Linked DNA regions of Hordeum vulgare: region 2 is linked to region 1. The links are chromatin contacts, called in public Hi-C maps. All regions are on one chromosome and are shown on one strand. Each heading gives the region's core, a stretch centred on a gene start, on an enhancer-like site or on the middle of the called end of the contact. The rest is flanking DNA. Distances are from core to core; before and after follow the strand shown.

Region 1 (4,654 bases), core at 956-3,455:
GCAGACGTGTCATGCTTCCTTGGACATATATTTTGTCCGGTTTAGAGGTTCGTGTTGGAGATGCCCTAAGAGCGTCTATAGTTGGGTTCCTCAAACGTCCCTCATACGCCCGAGCAGACGACCATTCATGGACTGGTAAAAAGAAGCACAACCCAAACATGCATCTGTCCGGCGTGACTCCATTGCGTTGGCACATCGGGCGGTCGGATCCTCCGGGGCTGAATCATTGCGATCCTCCCGAGAGCTTTCAAATCTCCCCATCACTGGTTCACTCGAGTATGAGTGCTACCGGGACTAGTGTTCCCGCCGTGGGAAGAAGAGGATGAGCGTGGCCGAGGCCCGCCGTGCTGCGGACATGGCCGCGGCGGCTGATGCAACGGTGCACGCGATTGTGAAGTAGGAAGCCATCGACATCTGCATTGTAAAGAAACGGCATCGCGCCTTCCCCCGAGAGCAGAATCGGGACGGTCCATGCCATGGCCGGACTGCCCCCCCAAGGAGGAGATGGGGGACAATGACGATTCTGACAGCTCCGACGATGAGCACATCCGGCTCGATCCCTACTGTTTTTTCGACCGGTTTGCAAGAAGGACAACAAGGGTGCTGGAAAGGGCAAGGTCAGCTGTGGATGATCCTCTCCTTAGTTAGCATGTACGTTAAACATGCCAACTTTTGGTAGTCCGATGGCAATGTCCAAATGTAGTAGCTGGGTGATGTGTGTAATGCATCCTTTACGTAGTTGCATGAGTTTGTATGGATTTGAGGTGCCCGGACACGTCCGTGAGCGTTTAACGGGATAGATTTGCCAAGTTTGATTGCTAGATGCCCTCACACCACATGAACACAAGATGAGTGTTACCCCGTCCTGGTTTATTAGTCTCTGTTGCAGTTTGTGTCAAAGTTTGATCATATATTTGAGTATCAAAATGTCAATACATGTCATAAAAAATTATATTATTAGATTTGTATTTGAATGTGATTGTCAATGATTATATTTTTTCTATATATAATTTATATTTTATTAATTAAATCATGATTAAAATATAACTCAAAATGCGAGGAGGACTAATAAATTAGAACGGAGGTAGTCGATAGTATTCACTCCGTCTTAAAATAAGTATGGATAATTTAATATAAATTTTATACTAATTTAATTATAAATTTACAACACTTATTTTAAGACAGAGGAAATACAAGAAAACGTCTCTTTTTGAAAAGAGGGTCAAGGAGCACGAGTTCAGCGAGTCTTGGCACCAACCAAACGCGAGGAGGCAGCACGACTGATCCCAATTATTCCCATCCACTCACAAAAGCCTTGTAGGAGACAAGATATTTTCGAAGAGAGCACACCTACATCATAGCCTCGTAGTACTTTAATTGATCAATCCCGTAAAGGGCATGAGGCGAGGGCCTGGCCGCTTTCGCCCGCCCATATTTTGTTGCTACAGGCATAGTCCCATATCTGTCGCATTATCATTTGATACTGTCCACTCGGGTCGCTTTGATTGGCCGCGAATTAATATATGCTATGGATTAGCTAATTAATCAGCCATCCGTGGCACGTATGCGAGCATCTTGTCAGGACCAAACCCAGCGCGCGCCTTTCACCCCTTTCCGGTGGTGTTTCGTCGGCCGGTGGCACGCTAGCACGGACTAAATCGGGTCCATGAATGAGCTAGTGACCTTTACATTTTTCTAGTACAAGCTAGTGTTTGTACTACCTTCTCAGTCAGTGTACAGTTGATCGAGGCGACCAATCACATTACCAGCACAGTGCTGGAGGAGCAAGTGGGCAACCATTAAGCTGCTAGCCCCTACTCCGCGGCCAGATCGAGAGGAGCGAGCTTGAGAGAGACCGCACCAGATGATCGAGGCAGTTCCTTTCCGAAAGGAAAAAAAAAGATGATCGAGGCAGTTGGGTTAGCTGGGTTTTGATGCGATCGGGACGGCGCGTCACCTCCTCATTGTCTGCACTGTTGGAGCACGCTCTGGTCCAAAAGGCGGCACGGTTTTAATTATAGTACTCCTATATATCACCGGAAATCTCACGCGATGGCGACGCCAAGAAGGCTGGGGATCGATCGACATGCTGGTAGTCTATGTGAAGGATCAGCAATTCGACACTTGTCCCGTTCTCCAAGCGCCAGAGACGTCTATATATATAGATTACCCCGAACAGGTAAGCTCATCACATGGGTTATTAGTTTAGCCATGTCCTCCTGTCACGCACGCTGCCCATAATTAGTAACCATAGCCTAATTGGGCGTAGCCCGGCCCCTCTCTGCAAGCAACCACACCTGCCTGCCTGCCTGCCTGCCTGCCTTTTGAGGGATTTTGACGTCTGCGGGTGAGTTAGAGTAGAGGGAACTCCCCGTGCCTGAGGCAAGTACGCAGGAGGTACATAGATAGGATGGACAGCCTCCATACGGAGCTCGCGCTGGGGCTGATCGGGTGCGGCCACGGCGATTTCCAGACGGCGCCGTTCGTGGCCAAGACGTACCAGATGGTGTGTGACCCTAGGACGGACGCTCTCGTCAGGTGGGGGAAGGGCAACAACAGCTTCCTCGTCCCGGACGTCGCCGGCTTCTCGCAGCTCCTCCTCCCCTGCTTCTTCAAGCACGGCAACTTCTCCAGCTTCGTCCGCCAGCTCAACACATATGTGAGTACTCCTATCCTACCTAGTGAGGCTTCCCGTGCCGCCGTCTTTTGTCTTGTGTTGTCCTAGTAAGGAAGGACTAGGAGTGGTCTTCAAATGGTAGTACAACTTGCTTGTACGAAGGGTACTCTAAGCTTTGCACGTGCACTGTACACTTGCTAGAAGTAATGTCTGCTTAATTTGCTTGGATGGAATTGTTGCGCAGGGCTTCCGGAAGGTGCACCCGGACCGATGGGAGTTCGCGCACGAGTCGTTTCTGCGCGGCCAAACGCACCTGCTGCCGCGCATCGTGCGCCGCAAGAAGCGCGGCGAGGCCGGTGTTGGCGCCTCCTGCTCCTCTGCAGTCGGCGGCGCTGAGCAGCACCAGCACGTGGTGGCCAATATGGGAGACGAAGTGGAGGAGGAAGAGGAAGAGGAGGAGAGTGAGGCGCTGCTTGAGGAGGTTCAGAGGCTGCGGAAGGAGCAGACGGCTATCGGGGAGCAGCTGGCGAAGATGAGCCGGCGACTGCAGGCGACGGAGCGGCGGCCTGACCGGCTCATGTCCTTCCTCGCCCGGCTCGCCGAGGATCCCAGCGCCACCTCGCTCCACCTTCTCGAACAGGCAGCCGAGAAGAAGCGCCAGCGCATGCAGTTCCCTTCCCGTGATTTTACTTCCTTACCCATCGCGCTTCCTCTTCAGCCCGCACCTTCACCGCCGCCGCCACCGCTATTGGCGCTCGGCGACGCGGCCATGGGCGGGGTCAGAGTCTGGCAATGGGCGGAGCCGATACCACTGAAACTCACAACCTTCGAGCAGCCCTCCGCGAGCTCTGGGGTGCAGCAGGTGCCGGAGTTCGAGAGCGGCCGCAGCGGCAGCGGCAGCGGCATGGGCCTAACTGACGGTGGGACCGCGGTGGAGACCCCCTTCCCGTTCTGCCTACTTGGACAGTGTTTCTTCTAAACACGGCGCGTCGTGCATGCACATGCACTACCTTCTTCTACTTACTAATTTAGCAATCATTTGTACACGCCTACAAAAATCAACGTTATATTAACTCTGCTATACTCATGTAGTAATACCAGCATCGGTGCGTGTTTTGATTATTCTTACAGGGTACATATACAATAGACGGTGTAACATTTTGCGTACGTTCGGAACGAAATGTTGCGTGGACATTGTACAACAACCAGCGTATCGACCGTGCAAGGTGTTAATTAGTACTCCCTCCGTAGCATATTGGTTGCAATACTCCATCGATACATATTAACAGACGCTTATATGATGGGACACATGGAGTAGATGCAATAATTAGATCGGTGATAGCAGGCCTCTCATCATCTTGTCAACCTCAGGGACCATGGGCATCTCTAGTTTTATTTTGATCCGGACATAACTTTTTCCATTACTTATCTTAACGAAAATACAAATTTGTGTGACCCAACTTAAATAAAGTAGACTAAAAAGAAAAACGCGAGTTCAGAATATCATCGAAAAACCAACCGCAACTGCTCGTCATCGAAACACTCACTATGAGGCGATCCCTTAAAAGGATTTAGAGGAGCAAAATGAGCAGCTAACCACACCTGGCCGGACTCTTTAACATTTAGAGGAATAACAATTTAACAAATTATTCCTAACGGTAGCTTGAGTTTCTATGATAAATTTCGGCTCCTCCCACTTTCGCCCGAGGCACCATCTCTTCCAGCCACTGCCACTAATGCCCTTGATTTCGTCTAGAATGGATACGGAAGCCGCCGGCTAACGTCACTGACGGAATTGACCCTCCACCGCCACCCGTGTCAAGGAAAAGTCTGGGGACAAAAAACTTGCGCTCAACCGCCGCGTAGTCTTCAATGTTAATATTTCTACCACATGAGGAAATACCAATTATCAATGACAAGAAGTATTTTGGAAATAATAGTCATTGGTAGATCACAAATATACCCAACATCATCTTTTATCCCTAAAACGCAAACAAATGACACTTGTAGAGATAACATGACACTTAGGAACAAGAT
Region 2 (4,642 bases), core at 2,031-4,530, 770 kb after region 1:
CTCAAATATAATGGTCCGCAATTTTTATTTTGGAAATTTACATGAGAAGTATTGACATCTTTGGTGGATTGCAGCCCTCTTACATGTTTACCGACAAGGAACATCGTGGAACATTTGAATACTCAGAAGATCTTGCAAACTTAACTGTTGGGGCAGAGGCTCCAGAAACTGTCATTTCTGCCCAAAGATACCAAGAAAACGATAATGATCTTCTGCTAAGTACTTCAGATAAAGAGGACAACGGTATAAGAAGTAGCAATGGTTCTTACACCTCTACATACAATGCTCCTTCCGACTTGCTCAGTTCGCAAACACCAGCTGAAACTGCACTAATAAATCCTGGTAGTTCGACATATTCAACACAAACAAACTTCAGTCTCGATGATCTTCTTGGACTTGGTGTTCCTGATACCCCAGCACCTCCACCGCCTCCTGCACTGGCCCTCAACTCAAAGCCTGTGCTAGATCCTCCGACTTTCCAGAAGAAATGGGGCCAACTAGCATTATCCTTTTCTCAGGTGTGTTGCTTTTAAGTTTTTGTCCCTGCTACATTTCATGATTATGGGCAGCGCAACATAGTCTTGTGTCTTTTTCTCATTGCCCGGTCAAGTTTATTACGATTTTAGAAGGTGATCGCTCCTGAAATGTCATTGCCTATGTGCTGCTGCTGTCTAATTTGTCCATGAAGCTCATCTCAGCTGAGTTTGAAATTAGCAGTTCTGATGTAGTGATGTTCTATGTTCCTCTCAATGGTTTCATTTGGTTATTGTGATTTTACTTTGGTATTATTGCACAAGAGGATTCTGTGTGATGATCAGCTATTCAGCTTAGGTTTGTCGTTTTCCTGTGTGGGTCCGCCCTTGAGATTCATCACATTGATAAGTTTGAAATTGTAATTAACAAATATTCTTCTCTTAAATGGTTTGTTCTGTTGTAGGAATGCTCTTTAAGTCCACAAGGAGCAGCTTCTTTGATGAATCCCCAATCGCTCATTCGTCATATGCAAAGCAACTACATTCAATGCATTGCTTCAGGCGGTCAGCCTCCAAATTACAAGTTCTACTTTTATGGTCAGAAAGCTGGGGCTGCTGCCGTCTACCTTGTAGAATGCATTGTGAACACAGCATCAGCGAAGGCCCAGCTCAAAATTAAGGTCGAGGATGGGACTACTGCTGACGCATTTTCTACTTTGTTTCAATCAGTATTGTCCCAATTTGGGCGTTCTTGATTGTGAGCATTTTCCGTCTTGGTGATGCATCTGGCTCCTGCTTTTCTGGCTCTGCCACAATATCTCTGCAATCCACTACTTTAACCTCCAAGCAAAGCCTTCCCGTACATCTTTCTATCAGAAGCTTGGAGCAGGTGAAATTTGCCGTTCACCTCCCAGTGATATGCAAGTACCATCAGACCATTAGATTTTGCAGGGATAAGACACTGGGGTTGTTTTTTTTTGGGATTTCTTTTGGTGGGTGAAGTGACTAGCACTGTACATTACTATACAATTTCATTCAGTCATCTGGTGAAGCGGCCAATTTCTTCAGGGTAATGGTGGTTTAGATGGTGTGTAACCTTGTTACTGGACTGGAGATGAATACCACCTCCGCTGATGTGGAGAGAATAGATGGACATCTGTAATTTATTTGCAGGGTGCAATAAAGCAAGAGTATATTCGACTTGTATAAGTTGGAATTCAAAGTTAAACATCAACTTCTTAAGAACATGTACAATACTTCAGACAGTGATATAGACAAATCATATGATAATCTGTCAGAAATTAGACACCATACAACGGCAAAACCGTTGTCACAAAAATTTCTACGTGGTAATAGTTAAATGCTGCTTACTATCTGTACATGCCTTGATGGTAAGGACCCTCTTAGACTAAGTAATTTGGATCAGTAACATGCATGTGTTACTATTTATTAGCTTCTAGACTCATTTTATCTTGTTATGTGTGATTTATATGTTTTTTTTCATTAATTACATGCTACATCATTTATTTTGTTAGATGTGTGATGTTATCATCTATGTTAACTCTCACTATGAATAGTCTTAGCCGTTGAACATGGATGGTCACATTTTGAACGATTTGGCAGTTTTGTGCGAGGGGATGACAACTTCAGAGTAACATGGCAGTTTTTTTTTCATAAGAAGCATTTTTTCATTTAAAACCGCAACCATTTAATCTCGCGAAGTAACTAATACTGCTAGGAAAAAAGCCAGATGTGTGACATGAACACATACACATGGCAACCCTGAACATTTTAGGTCATAAGTTTAGTGATGTAAAGATGAACTTTAGTTGTCAAGCATGACAACTTTCTGTTCAGATGACAAGCCGCTTTCTGTTCAGATGACAAGCTTAGTGACGTGCTTCGTGCCACACGTGTCACAGGGCAAATGAATGACGATGGTTATATCAGGTATAAATTGTGTCCAGCAACAACATTAGCCACGGCCTCAATCAACTGGCATGTATTTTGATGTTCCATAAATCCATCTAGGCTACACTAAAAAAATAATAATCCATCTAGGCTGCTGAAGCAGCAAAGCTTCTGCTAGCATGTAGGCCGAATGAATGAGCAGTTAGTCACCAAGACAACCCAAATTACGCAACACAGCTATAATTAGTATTGCTTACTTTTAATAATCAATCAAAGTAATACACACGCATCAGGCAGAAAAATACAACTCAGACAACTACACTGAAAGTTAAACATACCATATAACATATTAAAAACAGATCCGTAGCATCTCAGGTATCTAACAAGATCCGATCCAATCCAGGATCGATCCGACCGCATGACATTATTAGACGCAGATAAAAGATCACCACCCATGGATCCAGAACTCAACCACCAAGATCCAACAAACATAAAAAACTTTAGTTACTAAAAGGAGATGGATCGATCCAGTCGGGCTCGCCAGGAATTGGATCAGACGGGGGACAGAAGCTGGAGCAAGCTAGGTTTGGGCTCGTCTCCCTTAGTCATGCCGACGACGATGATGAGCGGGATGAAGCCCCAGTGCGCCACCACCTTCGCCGTCTTCATCGTCCACGTGCTCCACTCCTTCGCGAGCCGCACCGCCACCGCCGCGGTGGACTGCTCGTCCTCGGCCGCGGACGAGCCCCTCTTCCCACCCTTGCCCTTTGGCTTCGGCTTCAGCGACGGCCGCGACGCCATGGCGACTCCTCTTGATTCTTCGATTCGCTGGACGAAAACCCTAGAGCTGTGCCCTTTGGGGATGTGTTGATCTCTCGGTCGTTTGATCTGGTGCGTTGTTTCCGGTTAATATTGGCTGCTTAGTGGGCCAGTCGTCTCGTGTTAGTATCTCTCTGGGAGACCTCTCATGGGTCCTCAAATGCTATTGGGCTAGCTTTATCTTTGAATTGGGCCAAACTTTCCAACTAACCAGGGGCGGGGCATTGTGGACATGATAGATGAGTGAGTCTTCTAAAAAAAAAGATACTCACACCGATCTAGATTAATTGTCGCAAAAGTTGTATTAGAGGTGCGGCAATTAATTTGGATAGTGATGCTATGAACGACTAGCCCACGAGCATTCCTTCGTTGGGCTTTCCAACGAACACTCTTAAAGCATGTTCGTGTGCCTTTCTAGCGCACACACGAAACGCATGGCGGTGCTATTGCATTTCAAGTTTTTTTTTTCTGCAGGTTTTTTGGTTCTTTTAGCTTTCCGTTTCTTGTTTGGATCTTTAGATTTTGCTTTGTTTTTCCAAGTTTTATTGTTTAAAATTTTTATGATGTGATTTTCATGTGAAATATAGAAGCAGAGTTGTGCTCACGGTGAAGCACAGTTATACTTCAAGGCGAAGTACAACTGTGCTTTCATGTGAAGTACTCCCTCCATGTTAATTTTTTTGTTTTAGATTGTCTAGATATGAATGCGTCTAGTCACATTTTAGTATTTAGATATATTTATTTTTAGACAAACCGATAACAAGAATTTTGGGACGAGGGATTACAAATCATGCTTTTGTTCTTCGTCCCAAAAATGAAGCATGCGGTGTGTTTTTCTGTAAAGTACAATTGTGTTTTCCTTTGAAATTAAAAAAACATATTTATGTTTCTGTGTGAAATGTAGTTGGGTTTCTTCCAAAAATGAAAATCATAGTTGGGCTTTCCAAAGTGAAGCGCAAGTTGTGCTTTCCAAAGTGAAACATAGGTTGTGCTCCCCAAAAAAGTGAAAGACAAGTTGTGCTTTCAGTTTCCTTTTTTCTGGGTTTTGGACTTTTAGTTTCCTGTCTTTTTAGTCTATGTTTTTTTGACAAAAACTTCATCTTTTTTTTTCTCTCTTAGTTTTCATTTTTTTTGAAAAAGTTCATCCAAAATTATTAACATTGGATTTAGTTTCAATGATCTCATCCGAGAAACACAACGATAAAATTCATGATTTCAATGCATTATTCAATAGATAAAAAGTTTTAAAAAAAGTAAATCTATACCTAATAATAAAGCGGCTATTGTTTCCGTCGGAAAACCCACCGTGGCATTTTTATAAGAAAGCCCCTGTAATTTTTGTTATTCAACCCACGCTCAATCATTTATCTGCAACGCAAAAGAAAAAAACGATTCGCTGCAAAAATTATACCCGTGCGCATCGCCTCCTCCCGTCGACC

What was found. Hi-C and Micro-C count contacts between places; a contact is called where the count stands out from the background.
Region 2: a Hi-C map of leaf shows a contact between it and region 1, with 4 times the contacts expected there. The contact joins the promoter of LOC123443921 here to the promoter of LOC123439988 in region 1. A contact is called at or near these places in 3 of 6 Hi-C or Micro-C datasets (leaf and seedling) and 1 of 1 datasets of contacts at active chromatin or transcription factors (embryo).

Annotation. Positions count from the first base shown.
Region 1 is chr3H:381,997,242-382,001,895 of MorexV3_pseudomolecules_assembly, forward strand. LOC123439988 (heat stress transcription factor C-1a-like) reads left to right here and starts at 2,206. Exons shown (of 2, transcript XM_045116583.1): 1 at 2,206-2,659; 2 at 2,862-3,739. The coding sequence starts at 2,411. The coding sequence ends at 3,596.
Region 2 is chr3H:382,763,167-382,767,808 of MorexV3_pseudomolecules_assembly, forward strand. It overlaps LOC123443921 (mitochondrial import receptor subunit TOM7-1-like), which reads right to left and starts at 3,281. Exons shown (of 1, transcript XM_045120486.1): 1 at 2,609-3,281. The coding sequence starts at 3,185. The coding sequence ends at 2,937. It overlaps LOC123443920 (beta-adaptin-like protein A), which reads left to right. Exons shown (of 11, transcript XM_045120485.1): 10 at 75-518; 11 at 938-1,679. The coding sequence ends at 1,228.